Regions from separate parts of the Sus scrofa genome. Here regions 2 and 3 are each linked to region 1. A link is a contact called in public Hi-C data. All regions are on one chromosome and are shown on one strand. The core of a region is the stretch at or near the end of the contact, and the rest is flanking DNA. Distances in the headings are between cores, read along the strand shown.

Region 1 (5,033 bases), core at 1,579-4,078:
TGCCATCCTGTTGGGGTTGGGGGCATGCCACCGTCTCAACTGATGGGTTCTGTTCAAGCACAGACCAGCATCCCTCTGGGAAGAAAAATAAGTTCGATGTCTATGGAATCAAATATATGCCTTCTGATTTGCATTCTTCCCTCGCTTTCTCTTTATTTCCTTGCCTTACCAATACTACTTATTGGGAAATGCATATTTTTCCACTGGCAATTTCTAGGAGGAAGCTTCAGGTCTGTTAGTCCCACCTTCAGGCCTTTCCCCATACTCCATACCCTATCCCTCTCCAACTACCAGCTGGATAATTTCTGTTCAAGTAATTAATTCCATTGTTCTTTTTGACAAGGCACACCCCGTTCATGCAGGCAGCACATGGCAAATTGTAGGGCCTGTTCTCTATCTGCCTCCCAACAGCAACTCTGTGACAAAAGGCAGTGAAGAAGCAGGTCATTTTAAGAGGATCAATGGGTGGCCAAGGAGTGAGAAAACCTGATTATTACACATTGGATGGTTTGTGCTTTTAAAGTGTCCAAAGGAGAGATTTCAGTTTCCATTCCTAGGAGGAAAAATTTGTAGACTTTCAGGGATCTGCCAAGTAAAAAGAGCTCTTTGCAAATCATAGGGTAGGGGGAGTAGCTTTTATAACGACCTATTTATTGTAAGGACACACAAAACATCGAAATAGATTCCCTCTCAAGTCATTAAGAACATGGTGGCATGGAATGCTTTAGGTAAATGATATTTGTTCAGGAGATTTTAAGAAATGTCCTCCAGAGAAAGATCTAATCACCTGAAGACAAGTTTGGTTGTAATTGAAACAGAAGATGAGCACACACTGCGGAAGGGCAGGCCCTGCACTGTCCTGGCTCTGATGTCCTCTGTCCTGGGCTTTTGTCCTTGACCCAGTTTCTCCCATATCTAAACTGTTCTACAATGAATGGCCAGCATGGCTCCAGAGTCTGTCTGCAATTGCATCTACTCCAGTTGGTGGTAAGAATCTAGCTTGCCTTGTGTTTCTGGAAACCGGCCCCCTCCCCAAAACCTTCATATAATCTAAGCACACCATCCTGTTGAGGATTAGGCTAAGAGGAGTCTCTTTAGGAGATTTAAAATAAGACCAGAAACAAAGGACAAGAAGCACATGTTACCCACAAAGCCCTAATAGAGCACTCAGTCTTTAGAGCAGAAGTTCCCATTCTTTTAAAGACAACCAGTTATGGAAATGGGCATTCAAGGCCCAAGAGACTATCCTGCTGGCCTACCTCTCACCTTTCTACATCTGCCTCCCAAATACAAAATGCGCCCACTCTACCAGGTGGGAACTGGTTGCCCCCACCAACCAGTTAAGATTAAGTTGGGGCATCCGTGGCCTTTTAAGACCAAACCCAGATATACAAAAAATGAAATGTTTCCTTTTTTACAATAAACTCCATTTTTTATTTGGAGGGCTCTTTCACTAGGTGAGGATAAGGAAGAGAGAAGCATAATCTCACAGAATGCAAGGTCATCCCCAGAGATGGCCCTGTGGCCTGACAAACATGAGTAGATCAAAACCTAGAAGTACAGGAGCAGCAGCTGCCCACACATCTGAGAGTCTCAGCTCTTCAGCAGTTAAGTGACAGAAACACTTCCTTTCAGCATAAGACCTCCCTGGGGCCACATCGGAGCCCCTCATGCATACCCAGGAAATCTATGACTAGGAGTAAGGAAACTCAATGAGGCTACTTCTGGCCCATGTGTCCAAACACTTCTCCTCAAGCCTTCTAAGCCATGCCATGGGAAATGTCTTATAAACTAGAAAAATTGAAACATCTAAGAGCTGTGCTCAGGAAGCAAAGAACTGGTCTCCTCAACTCTCAGGTGGACTAACCCAACAGACGTTTCAATTGTCTCTTCCCTGCTCCTTGCTGACACTAGCTCCTGGTTGTTTCTCAAAAGCCTATGTCTCAACTTTATTCTTCACCTTTGACTCTCATCACATGCCAAGTCCATGGACTGTTTATCTAGAAAGGGTGAGTAGAGAAAGAAGTTGCTGTGTCTTATGTCATCTGCATTGTGTGTGTGCTCCAGTTTTAAGGCTTAAAAAATTAGTCAAGAATTTAGTTCTTTTGTTCCACTGTAACAACTCCCACGAGGCATCTCTTGATATTTATTTGTTAGGTTATATATTCCTAACTATCTTCCTACCACATAATCAGCTGGCAAAAGCGCCTACCTTAAGGATATGTTAGCTCAAGCAAGGGGTATGTGGGCAGCTATCATGTTTTCCTCACATTTCAGACTTGCGTGTTTAAGGCTGATGAGTCTTCCTGAACTACAGATGAATGCAATACACGCAGGTCTTTTCAGCCTCTCTGGGAGCCCATGTGCTGATGACCTTGTATTCATAAGTACATTTGAAAATTTGATTAACTATTTTTAATTCCTTAGTTCTCTCATTGGTAGCTGTGTCACCATATTCGCAGGAAAAAAATAATAATAATAATTCTAGATCTCTGCAGTCTCCTTAATAACAAGGCAATAGAGCCATTAAGGCTTGGGATGTGTTTCCAATAAATAAGAACAGTATTTAACCATATGTACAAATGGTAGAAGTATGTACAACGGAGTCATTTTTGAATAAGGGATTGCGTGGGAATCATCCATCAACAGTGTATTAATCTGCCAGAGCTGCCGTTAACAAAGCATCGCAGACTGGGGGACACCAACATTTATTTCTCACAGTTCTGGAGGCAGGAAATCCAAGGTCAAGTTGTCAGCAAGGCTGGTGTCTCCTGAGGCCTCTCCCCTTGGCCTGGAGATGCCACCTTCTCGATGTGTCCTCACGTGGCCTGTCCTCTAAGCCTGGGCATCCCTAGTGTCTCTTCCTCTTCTTAGGAGTGCACTGGTCCCCGGACTTGGACCCCACCCTCATGACCGCCTCGAACCCAAATTCTTTCTTCAAAGGCCCCATCTCCAAACTCAGTCATATTAGGAATTAGGGGCTCTACATATGAATTTGGGGGTGGTGGGGGGAGATACAATTCAGACCACAGCAAATATTATACATCAGTGACTCTACATAATAAGTAAAACCTATAAGCTCAATAAAGACGTTCCTTCTCTTCACACGCAGCCTTAGAATAAGGATTTTTAATTTTGTTTTTTCCTGCCAAAGGCTAACAATTCAAGTTGCTTCCCTTTTACCAATAGAGAAGCTGACTCAGTGCCTGGCTGTTTGCAATGCTGATCCCTGATGCAACCGTGGAAAAAATGGGACAGAGAGGAGTCAGCAAGGGATGTGGGTGTGACTAACGATGACTCACAAGGCGAGTGATCTGATTGCATCCAAATCACTACCGTGCCCTCCTCCCACTTACCAGTAGCAGTTCTTCCCTCTGACAAGGAGAAGCCCCTGTCCCCTTTCCTGGAACACCACTTCATTTATGCATTCAAAGCTCACATTTCTCCAACCCTCTTTCTCAACCGTGTTTGGCCGTGAGAAACACCCTCAATTATAGCTTAGCCATTACAAACACCAAAGGGCATAAGCCCTCAGGACAAACAGGGGTGAAAAACCAGGACAAACAGGGGTGAAAAACTCTCATGGAAAAAAAAAAAAATCCCCTTGTAGAAGAATACTGTTGAATTCAAAGTGATAGGATTCCTTGTCTGTCAGAATTGAACGTGAAGTAGACCTCCAAAAAAATCACTAGATCCCGAAGGAATTTAAAAATTATTCTTTTGGGGAATTTAGCTGCCTTTTTTTTTTCTTCTGAAGAGTCCTGGTGTACTGCAGCCACAAAACATGAGCGTAAAATAAATGTCTCTGTGAAGCAACTATTGCTTTCATGTTAATGAAACTACCTAAGAAGCAATGTTTAGGGACAAGAGTCACTACCACAATGGCTATGATTCTCTGTACATTTTCCTTTTATGAAATTTGTGAACTTTTGGCCTTTTTTATGGTTCCATTAGAATCTAAGACAGCACACACATAGACACAAACACAGTACGGAGATGATACTAAAGGCAAGATTGCACTAATCTATCTTTATATAAAGAGCACGTTAATTTGCCACTTAAGTTCAGAGTCAATTGCTTGGCTTTCTAGAAAATGTAATATCTATCATGAGTTTTAACCCTAAGGCTAGCCAGCCTCACCTTTCAAAATTAGATACTTGGAGTTTATTTCCTCTGTGAATAAAGAACAAAGAAAAATGCAGTAAAAAAGGGTTTCGTTGTTGTTCTTCAGTTATACGTATTTTTAATGATATCTGTGGTAATAGCATTATGACTTTCAGCCTTGCAATTTAATCAATTGAAAGGAATTACTTCGTGGCTATAAAAAGTGATGAAAGGCAAGAAAATTTTCTAGGTTATAAAAAGAAAAAAAATTTACACACACACAAAAAAACACCACACTTGGAATAAATGTATCATTCTATGATATTGTTCTTAAAATACAGAAAGAAAAATGACTGATACTTTGACATTGGTCTAGAATGATTGTGCCCACACATTAGAAAAATTCTCCCACATGTTCACAAATAAATTGACAATTCAACCAGTGAGCTCTATGTAGAAATTTGACATATGTTTGAACTTAACCATTCATACACAGAGAGAGAGAGAACTCAGAAACATCTGACTTTATAAACACCAGATTCTCATGGGCAGCCTTGTTTTTCATCCATGGCCAACCCCACTCCCCCATCCCCACCTTGGAGCACACAACGGGGGGAAGCGGCCACTGCCCCCATGGAGAGAGAAACTGAAGGTATTTAGACGTTTTAAAGAGTTAGGATTTCCCACTGTGTTGCAATGAGATCTGTGGCCACTTGGGAGCCCTGGGATGCAGGTTCGATCACCTGCCCAGCACAGTGGGTTAAGGATCCATCTTTGCCGCAGATGCAGTGTAAGTTGACACTGTGGCTCAGATCAGATCCCTGGCCAGGGAACTCCAGGGTGCAGCCAAAATAAAGAAAAAAGAAAAAAAATAAATAAAATAAAATTGGAAAAAAAAAAAAGAGTTGTGAGGTTTAGAACTTAAAGAG
Region 2 (5,033 bases), core at 1,051-3,550, 120 kb after region 1:
GTAGGCTGCAGACATGCCTCAGACCTGGTGTTGCTGTGGCTGTGGCATAGGCCAGCGGCTACAGCTCCAATTTAATCCCTAGCCTAGGAACTTCCATATGCTGTGGGTGCAGCCCTAAAAAGACAAAAAAAAAAAAAAAAATAAATAAGAAAAGGGAAGCTATCAATCTGAAATAAAATATCTGAAGTGAAAATAGGACGGGGGTTAATAACTGCAAACACCCTTAACAATAAGTCCAGCATATCCCAAATAACTCTTCAGAATGTTCCCAGAAGTCTCCCAATACTTCTAAGTTTAATCTGCTTTTTTTTTGAGCAGTCGACACTTCAGAACAAAGCAAAACCAAAAGTTGTTTTTTTTTTTAACTTTTCAAACTTCAAACATATTTTTGGAGAGTGGCATCAAATAATGAATACTCATATTTTGATCTGGGTTTCCATTAACAACAAGTACAACAGAAGTCTTTTCTAATATTTTTTGCTGCAAACACACCATCACTGACTCCATGATGGGTAAAAGAGGCTACTAGAGTGTGATCTTGGAAACTGGCAAATTACAACAGCACTTCCATGGAGTACATTTTTCAAGCTCCAAATAAGTGAGTTACAGCCACATAGGGAAGGACTTGGTTGCAAGTTGAAGCCTGTGTCGTCAAGCATTTTCCCACACCGAGCACATCTTCCTTTCTCTGTTTTATTGCCTTGTTGTGTTTTGTTTTGTTTTTCTAAGATGTGGTTTGGAAAGGAGTTAGACAGTTCTCCAACACAGATAAAAGTTCAGGAACCCCTAATCCAGAAATGAATGACAGAAGGTGACAGATCAACTTGCTGAGAAGTTAGCACTTTTCATCACAGCTAATGTTTGGCCAAGAAATAATCATCAATCTTTCTCCAACAACACCTGTAACCTCAGGTTTATTTATTTATTTTTTTCTCTTTTCATTCTTTTTCTTTCTGGTTTTTATTGAGGGACTTAGCCTAGTGCAGGAATGCGTTTTCTTTTTAAGACAAGCATCGTAGCTTCATGGGAAAACTAAATGGAATCTCCCAAACTTTAAACACATAGAGCAGACATCGTCTCCATCAGTTCTAAATAGCACAATGAAACGGGGGCTTGTGTACATCCTGCTGTGGTCCCCCTAGGACTGTGCTATGTGACATGAAATCTATTAGGCACGTGTGACTGCTTAAATTAAAATGAATTGAAAATGAGTAAAATGAAACCAGTTCCTCAGGTGCGGTGGCCACTTGTGGATCATGGCTGCCATATTGGACAGGGCAGCTATGGAGAATTTCTTTCACTGGAGAAAGGTTTTTATGGACAATGGGGCTGCAGAATATGGATTTTTTCATGGCAGAGCAGAGCTGGGGATCTTCACGACATCCGGATGATGAATTTTCAGGGAGGACCTCTGCAGCTCTGGACCAGGGCTCAGACAAAGACTTCTCTATTTTACCACGCGATCTTTTGTGCATCTCAGTGCGTAACATGAGAGTGTCATCACTCTGCTTTTCTGATGTAGAGGCTTATTGCTTCAGAAAGAGCTAAAGTTGCAGATTCAGACCTCTGACTCTCTTACACAATTCAGCAGGCCCTGAGCCGCCGAGGAGGCAACCTTTGCTCTCAAACACTTTGTAAAGAAGCAACCGAGCAAGGACAACGACCTACTTATCATGTTCTTCCCAAATGCAACAGATTGTGAGGATGCAGCCAAGGTCATAATAGAGTTCTGGAAATAAAGCTTCCTTCGTTTCCTGGGTGGCATGATTTTCAAGAACCTCAGTGCTTGGACCACCTGCTCAGGAAGGGGGTGGTGCAGACAGCAGAGAAAAATGTCAGCCTTAGGCTGAGTCAGCCTTTTGCGGTTGTCATCTCAGTTCAAATACAGAAAATATTCTCTTGACATCCCCTCCATAATTATTTGGACACCAGTTTCCACCTTCTAAAAGGCACCAAGTAAATTTGGCAGCCCAATAAGTGTTTTATGGAATGTGTGTTGAGTTGGCTTTAACTCTACCATCAGCTTATTCAATGAAAACCACAACAACAACCCTCTAAGAAGATCAAAGTTCCCTCTTTTAATTCCTTTAGATCATTTGGGGAAAGCAATGTTGATCTCTGTAAAGTTCAAGTCTACATAACTAAGTCAACCAACTCAGATAACCAGCCACCGAAACTTGCAGAAGCCATCTCTCCCCCTCCTGCCTCCGTCTTGTATTCCCATTCCCGGCTTAGACTACAGTTTGGAAGTGGCTGAATGAATTCACAAGTACTACCGTTTGCACTTTCACATACTGTTTAAAGGCAGAAGTATCAGGTTTCACAGGGCTGAGAGGAAGTTGGCAACCACTTCAAAGCAATGTTGAAGCATCTATTACTACTTTATTAAGCAAGGGCAATAATGATCCGCAAAGTGCCAGCTTGTTCACGTTTTCCTGCTCTTTCTGCATTTCATTGCAAATACCACAGCCCCTCTTTTCCTGCTTAAATGCCAGTTAGTGTGTTGCCTTTACAATTATAGATGTGACTGCAATCACAAAGAAAGCGCTAAAAGCACATGGCTCCATGACTTATACAGCTATGCGAGTTAGAGAGGGGTAGAAAAATCTGCTGTAAAATAGTTTGTCTCTTGTCACTTTTTGTGTATCTGTATACTCTTATCTCCCCCACTCCCTTCATTTTTGCATTCTGTATATTTTCTACAGGTATTGTGAAGAACAGTAATAATTACAAATGATTCGTCCTTACGGTAACTCAAGAGACACTTAACTGTGTGTTTCCAATGAGTCCAACACTTGGTAGCCCAAGTGGATGCAATATAAGTGCAAATATTCTGTACTATATCCAAGGAACATATAATCTAATCTTGGGGATAAGTAAGTCTAACCCACATTAAGCCACAATGACAAATTCTACATCAAATAAATGTAAATTTGGGGAAAATGGATGATCTGTTCTGGTCCCTTTCTACTGTAGTGGCGTATGAAATCTCAGACAGTATAACTTGAGGGCTCCATTATGCCCTACAGGCTGTAAGTCTTGTGGATGTTAAGATCTGAGGTGACAACTGAACTGCCATTCCTGAAACTTGACCTTGTCGCTTTTAACAAGGCAGGTTCTTACCAAGTGATCCCTCGCACTTAGGATCTATTGGTCAGCAACTAGTTTTACTCTGGTCAGCTGAAATCTACACTTACCTCTCCCCTCTGATGGTCCGTCCACACTGGGGGGAAGATGCATGGAGCTGAATGACTTTCAAAGCCACGGTCTCCAAATCTGCCTATTTCATGTTATCCCTTAGCACTTGGTCTTGTCACAGTCCTCTGTATAAGTTCCTATAAATGAATCCATTACATGGATTCTGAACGTTCAATCTGATTACTGGTCTTCCCGTTTATATGGAAAATGGAAATGGTTTGGTGTTTACCATCCCTCTCCCACTAAAAAAATCCAATATTTTCAGACATGGAAATGATGCCTACCCAGAAAAGTTGAGGGCAGGTTTAGAGATTACCAAGAGTACCACCAGCCTGTCATCCGAGTATCTCAGAACTCAGGTCTGAGGCCACAGTCTGTTTGTGGAGCATAGCTGGGTATGGCCGAGCATAAAGGAAGAGGAGGAGAATGGGTTGCTGTGGGTCTGCAAATCTCTTGTTCATATGTTGTAGTCACTACCTGACTTTTCTCTTGGATTGAGCACAAAGTCAAAGTTAATTCCCGCCTTTGACCACACTGGTAATGCTCACCCAATAATAAGAGCTGAATTGTTGCTCTTTTCCCTGTGTTGCTCTTGTGTCAAAGAGGTCATTTCTTACATCACAGCCAACTGGTTCAATCCAATAAATGGAGAAGCAGAGACTATATTTCCATATGCAAAGGGCCAGTGGACAGAATTTGGAGAAATTAGAAAGAAATAAATCACATTCACACCTGTGAAGGGTGTCTTATTAAGGAATGACACTGCTTTTTTTAGGCAATTGTTTGTCCAAATGGGCATTGGCGTTCAAAACAATCAGCTTAGGGGTTCCCGTGGTGGCTCAGTGGTTAACGAATCCAACTAGGAACCATGAGGTTGCGGGTTCGATCCCTGGCCTCGCTCAGTGGGTTAAGGATCCAGCATTGCCGTGAGCTGTGCTGTAGGTCACAGACATGACTCAGATCCTGCATTGCTGTGGCTCTGGCATAGGCCGACGGCTACAGTTCTGATTAGACCTCTAGCCTGGGAACCTCCATATGCTGTGGGAGCGGCCCTAGAAAAGGCCAAAAGACAAAAAAAAAATCAGCTTAGAAGATGATGTTTGCCAAAGACACAGTTCTCTTCAGCATAGTTCTAAACCCTGATTTTGGCATCACCTTCAGCTCCAATGTATGAGACACCCCTGTAAATCTAGCCCATTACTTTAAAATCACACTTGGGTTAAGTCCAAACTGTGTTGCCTGATTTGACCACTCCCTTTGTTAGCCCAGTGCCTCAGTTCATTTAGGCTCTTATAACAAAAAGACGCCAGAGACTGGGTGGTTTATAAACAACAAATATTTATTTCTCACAGTTCTGGAGGCTGGGACAACCAAGATCAAGGCACCAGCAGAATGGGTGTCTGGTAAAAGCCTACTTCCTAATTCCTAGTTTGCCGTCTTTCCATGGAAGATGGAAGATGACAGAAGGAGCGAGGAAGCTCTCTGGGTCTTGTTTTTAAAAGACTCTGCTGTACAGTAGGAAGCAACCACAACATTGTGAATAACTATACTTCAATAAAAGAGCAAACTGAAATATCTAAAGTTTCTAAAAAGGGTGCTAATCTCATTATTAATCCTATGAAAATCCTCATGCCCTAATTAACTCCAGTGACCTTCCTCCTCTTACCATCACTTTGGGCATTGTTAGGATTTCACGTGTCAATGGGGAAGTGGAGGACAAACATTCCGTCTATAGCACCCAGCTTGACCATAACCTACTGTTGGTTTTTCTCGAAATATATGTTCCAATAATGAAGGATGCCACTGATGAGAAAGTTCGAAAGTACAAATTACAG
Region 3 (5,033 bases), core at 704-3,203, 86 kb after region 1:
AGCACTTGTTTTTTGTGGACTTATTAATGATGGCCATTCTGACTGGTGTGAGGTGGAATCTCATGGTAGTTTTGATTTGCATTTCTCTTATAATCAGTGATGTTGAGCATTTTCTCATGTGTTTGCTGGCCATCTGTATATCTTCCTTGGAGAACAGTCTATTCAGGTCTTTTGCCCATTTTTCCATTGGGTGATTGGCTTTTTTGCTGTTGAGTTGGATAAGTTGCTTATATATTCTAGAGATTAACCCTTGTCTGTTGCATCGTCTGAAACTATTTTCTCCCATTCTATAAGTTGTCTTTTTGTTTTCTTTTGGGTTTCCTTTGCTGTGCAAAAGCTTTTCAGTTTGATTAGGTCCCATGGGTTTATTTTTGCTCTAATTTCTGTTGCTTTGGGAGACTGACCTGAGAAAATATTCATGATGTTGATGTCAGAGAGTGTTTTGCCTATGTTCTCTTCTAGGAGTTTGATGGTGTCCTGTCTTGTATTTAAGTCTTTCAGCCATTTTGAGTTTATTTTTGTGCATGGTGTGAGGGTGTGTTCTAGTTTCATTGCTTTGTATGCAGCTGTCCAGGTTTCCCAGCAATACTTACTGAATAGACTTTCTTTTTCCCATTTTATGTTCTTGCCTCCCTTGTCAAAGATTAATTGACCATAGGTGTCAGGGTTTATTTCCGGATTCTCTATTCTGTTCCATTGGCCTGTCTGTCTGTTTTGGTACCAGTACCACACTGTTTTGATGACTGTGGCTTTGTAATATTGCTTGAAGTCTGGGAGAGTTATGCCCCCTGCTTGGTTTTTGCTTCTCAGGATTGCTTTGGCAATTCTGGGTCTTTTGTGGTTCCATATAAATTTTTGGATTGTTTGTTCTAGTTCTGTGAAAAATGTCATGGGTAATTTGATAGGGATTGCATTGAATCTGTAGATTGCTTTGGGTAGCATGGCCATTTTTATAATATTGATTTTTCCAATCCATGAATGTGTACTATCTTGCCATTTCTTTACATCTTCTTTAGTTTCTTTGATTAAGGTTTTATAGTTCTCAGCATATAAGTCCTTTACCTCTTTGGTCAGGTGTATTCCGAGGTATTTGATTTTGTGAGGTACAATTTTAAAAGGTATTGTATTTTTGTATTCCTTTTCTAATATTTCATTGCTGGTATACAGAAATGCAACTGACTTCTGAATGTTAATCTTATATCCTGCTACTTTGCTGAATTTATTAATCAGTTCAAGCAGTTTTTGGGTTGAGTCCTTAGGGTTTTCTATGTATAGTATCATGTCATCTTCATACAGTGACAGTTTTATCTCTTCTCTTCCTATTTGAATGCCTTTTATTTCTTTTGTTTGTCTAATTGCTGTGGCTAGGACTTCTAACACTATGTTGAATAGCAGTGGTGAGAGTGGGCATCCCTGTCTTGTTCCAGATTTGAGTGAGAAGGCTTTCAGTTTTTCTCCATTGAGTATTATATTTGCTGTGGGTTTGTCATAAATGGCTTTGATTATGTTCAGGAATGTTCCCTAACAGTCCTATTTTAATAAATAAGTTAAAGGCTTCAATCTTACCACCTTGACTCAAAACCAAACTTGAGCCCAATGTACCAAAATTCCATCAGCACTGGTTAAATCTTTGTGAAGCTCATTAATCAGAGTTTAAACTCTCATTAATTCTTAGATAGGGGCCAGAGAGTGTTAATTCTTTCTCATTCCATGAGCTTCTCCACGTGCAACCCCGACCTTGTCTTACCCATTTATTCTATATTGGATATAACTTGGTGCTTAGCGCACAGAGGGTGCCAGCAGATTAATAAACACTCAGTCATTATTTGTGATGAAATGCTATCTTGTAGAAACTCAGTGCTTTAAAACTTACCACCACTCTCCCTCAACCTATTGCTTGGGATCACAACAACCCTATGCATGAGTTGCGGCTGATGATCATTAGCCCCACTTTACAGATAAGGAAACTGAAACTCATGATAAATTGAGCAATTGGCTCTGTCACAAAGCTAGTAATGTCACGTGTTGGATGTGATCACAACCAAATTTCCTGAGTACCAAGATCAAAGTTTTTGTTCTACTCTGAATACTCCCTCATTAAGTACTATCAATGTTTGTTAATGTTTGAACAAACGATGACTCCTAGTTAAATAAAGCTCTGAAGTGAAAAGACCTGGAGGATACCAACCTATCAGTTAGAGCTTGAGGTCAGCACGTTTATTTAAGTGTTGGAATGTGGTCTTTTCGCACTGACTGTCTTATAAATCAGACCAGCGTCTATTTGTCATCCGTGATGTTGGGTCATCCATGCGTTGAGGGGTCTGAGAATAACACTCGAGGGAAAAGAGCAGTAGCGTCTGTGTGGCACCCAAGGGCTCAGGGTGTTGCCGTTACCTACAGGAAGGTGAGGCCTGAGCCAAGTCAGTGGGAAAACAACAGTGGGGAGCCAGTGCCCTAGAATGAGTATGAAAAGGCCAAAACAAGCAAACAAATAAAGGCCAGAACGGTAAAGATCAGATCTATTTGGTCAGCTCTGTATTGACACAGCCTTTTTTGAGACTTTTATATTTAGATTATAAATGGGATCATTTTTAAGAAAAACTTTCATGTGCTTATATAACGTGGGTCTTAGAGCACTGCGTCCCTAGCAGAAGCAACACAAGCCAAAAATTAAATAAATAGGTGACTCTGTGTGTGTGTGTGTGTGTGTGTGTCTTTTAATATGAAGTTCATCAAAGTTAAAAGGTTTTAAGGGACTTGATTTGCATTTGAGCTGCCCAGTGTGTGAAAAGCCACACATTTTATTCCCAATTACCCACAGTCTTCTTTGCTCTCCACAAATACTTGAAGGACAGGACTAAGCCAAGTTATGCATGACTCAACACTTTTTAGCAGTATCTCTTAAACTTTTTTACCTCTGTCTAATCCCTGGTCATAGCCTCTGGGAAATTCAACACTATGTAGAAAAGGCTTTTTGCTTTATGGTCATATATAAAAGAACCTCTCACCCAAAAGTCATGGGATATGCTGCTGACTCAACGTAAAGAAGGATTTCAGGTTGGGTCAGCAACATAGCCCTGGAGTGGAGGCCGCCAAAGTTCCCCTTAAGGCCAGGTCACAGCAAGTTTACTGAGGAGACTAGATGGATACCTGTGATGACGGCTGGAACTCACTCCAAAACCAACATCTATAAAAAGAAACTTCTCTTCAACCTTCCCTTCCAATCAGGAAACCTGTGTGTTTTCTTAGCAGGGAAAAGAGACAAAACCCCTTTTCCTCTTCCCTCTGGCTTCTCTGGGGAAAGGATACAACTTCCAGATATTCTGCGAGATGCTGTGCCTTTTGTTTTTGTCCATTAAGTGCCAGGTATGTTCATCTGGCAATGTGAGCACCTCTTGAAGTGCTCCAAGAGGTGGGAAATGGATGTGTAATTGTCCCTGGTTCCCAGGCATCAGTTTTGTTACCTCTGAATCAGGTTATAAACAGTGAGTCTGCTCTGATCTGTGCACTGTTTTGAGACCACCAGGCAACAAGTTACACCTAAGGAGAGGTAGTTCATCTGTATCTGCATTTCCAGTTCCCCCACACTAGCCTGGGAGTTAAAATACCATCACAAAATAGCAGTGGTTGTATTTCCTCTACTGTCACTTCCTCTGACGTCGTCGCCAACCTTCCTCAAAGCCCTGCCTGCCCATTAGTAGAAGTACCCCGCCAAGGGGTGACCTCCTGGGCACCATGGACAAGACCTCTGCCCCACCTCTATGTGACTATCTTTTACCAGCTCTCTGTGAGCCTCTGTTACCACCTTGCTTGCCTGCTCTGGCCCCACCACAAAAACTGGCCCTCCCTGACAAAGCATCTGTTCTCTATGTTCGTCTCAAAGCTATTAGTTGGGCTCTAACCACTCATCCCGTTGCTCCCAGCCCCCAACCCACCTCCCCAGGCAGTGGCACTGATAAGACACTGGATCCCATGAGTATGTGCATGGTGTAGCCTGCAGAGTCGAAAATCTGCAGGGCAAGTCCATGAGCTTGGAGACCCAGGGAAGAGTTGATGTTGCAGATCAAGTCCAAAGGCAGCTGGGAGAAAGGTCAGCCTTTCTTCTCTTAAGATCTTCAGCTGATTGGATGTGGCCCATGCATGTTAGGGAGGGTAATATACTTTATTCAAGGCTAATCATAAATATTAACCTTGTCAAAAAAAATACCTTCACAGAAACATCCAGGATAGCATTTGACCAAATATTTGGGTACCACCGCCCAGCCAGTAGACACATGCCCTTCTCCTCTTTCACTTCACATCCTGGTGGCCCTCCTTAATGTTCCACTTCCCTTTTGGTTCTTAACCCCCAGACACATGTAGCAATGTCTAGAGACATTTTTGGCTGTCACAACTGTGGGGTGGGTGGGAGGATACTACTGGCATCTAGTGGGTAGAGGCCAGGGATGCTGCAAAATATCTTACAATGCATGGGATAACCTCCAACAACAGAGAATTTTCCGGTCCCGAAAGACAATAATAGCACTGTGGCTGAGAAACTCTGCTCCAAATGACCACTTCACTTCCTGTCTCCCCAACCCTGGTCATTATGCTTCAGTCACTCTGGCCTCCTTTCAGGTTACAGAACATGCCGATTGCTTCTCTCCTCAGGGCCTTTGCAACTGTTCTTCCCACTGTTGGAAATACTCCTTGATGGCTGGTTCCTTGCCATCTTTCAGGCTTAACTATAAAATCCTGCCCCTCCAAGCCCCTAATTTTTCTCCATTTCATTATTTCCTTATCACTAGCTGACATCATTTGGCTTGCCGTATTCATCAGTGGTTGGTACCACCTTGAATTCATCCAGGGCAGAATCCATCACTATACCCCAGGGAAAAGCGACCCTACTAGTACAGAGCAAGTGTTCAACAAATACTTATTGGGTCAAAGGAGGAAGGAATGTCCTAGACATTTTTTTAAAGTTGTTGTCTGTGTCCATCACATGTAGAAGTTCCTGGGCCAGGGATTGAATTATGCCACAGCAGTGCCAATGC

Evidence for each region. Hi-C and Micro-C count contacts between places; a contact is called where the count stands out from the background.
Region 2: a contact with region 1 is called in a Hi-C map of liver, with 3 times the contacts expected there. The contact joins two enhancer-like sites. A contact is called at or near these places in 4 of 47 Hi-C or Micro-C datasets (all in liver) and 1 of 2 datasets of contacts at active chromatin or transcription factors (alveolar macrophages).
Region 3: a Hi-C map of liver shows a contact between it and region 1, with 2.4 times the contacts expected there. The contact joins two enhancer-like sites. A contact is called at or near these places in 6 of 47 Hi-C or Micro-C datasets (embryonic fibroblasts, fibroblasts, liver and 1 more) and 1 of 2 datasets of contacts at active chromatin or transcription factors (alveolar macrophages).

Annotation. Positions count from the first base shown.
Region 1 is chr15:128,075,418-128,080,450 of Sscrofa11.1, forward strand. No RefSeq gene overlaps it. Among named protein-coding and RNA genes, the nearest start is that of IRS1, 230 kb to the right of the region's middle. Within about 2 kb of position 2,829, at least 22 of the 83 cell types and tissues checked have an H3K27ac peak or open chromatin away from gene starts, as enhancers often do. A contact at or near this core is called in alveolar macrophages, liver and skeletal muscle, where this site is marked.
Region 2 is chr15:128,196,676-128,201,708 of Sscrofa11.1, forward strand. All of the region lies in intron 1 of LOC106506385 (a long non-coding RNA gene), which reads right to left. Among named protein-coding and RNA genes, the nearest start is that of IRS1, 110 kb to the right of the region's middle. Within about 2 kb of position 2,301, at least 5 of the 83 cell types and tissues checked have an H3K27ac peak or open chromatin away from gene starts, as enhancers often do. A contact at or near this core is called in alveolar macrophages and liver, where this site is marked.
Region 3 is chr15:128,162,743-128,167,775 of Sscrofa11.1, forward strand. All of the region lies in intron 3 of LOC102164493 (a long non-coding RNA gene), which reads right to left. Among named protein-coding and RNA genes, the nearest start is that of IRS1, 140 kb to the right of the region's middle. Within about 2 kb of position 1,954, at least 4 of the 83 cell types and tissues checked have an H3K27ac peak or open chromatin away from gene starts, as enhancers often do. A contact at or near this core is called in alveolar macrophages, liver and skeletal muscle, where this site is marked.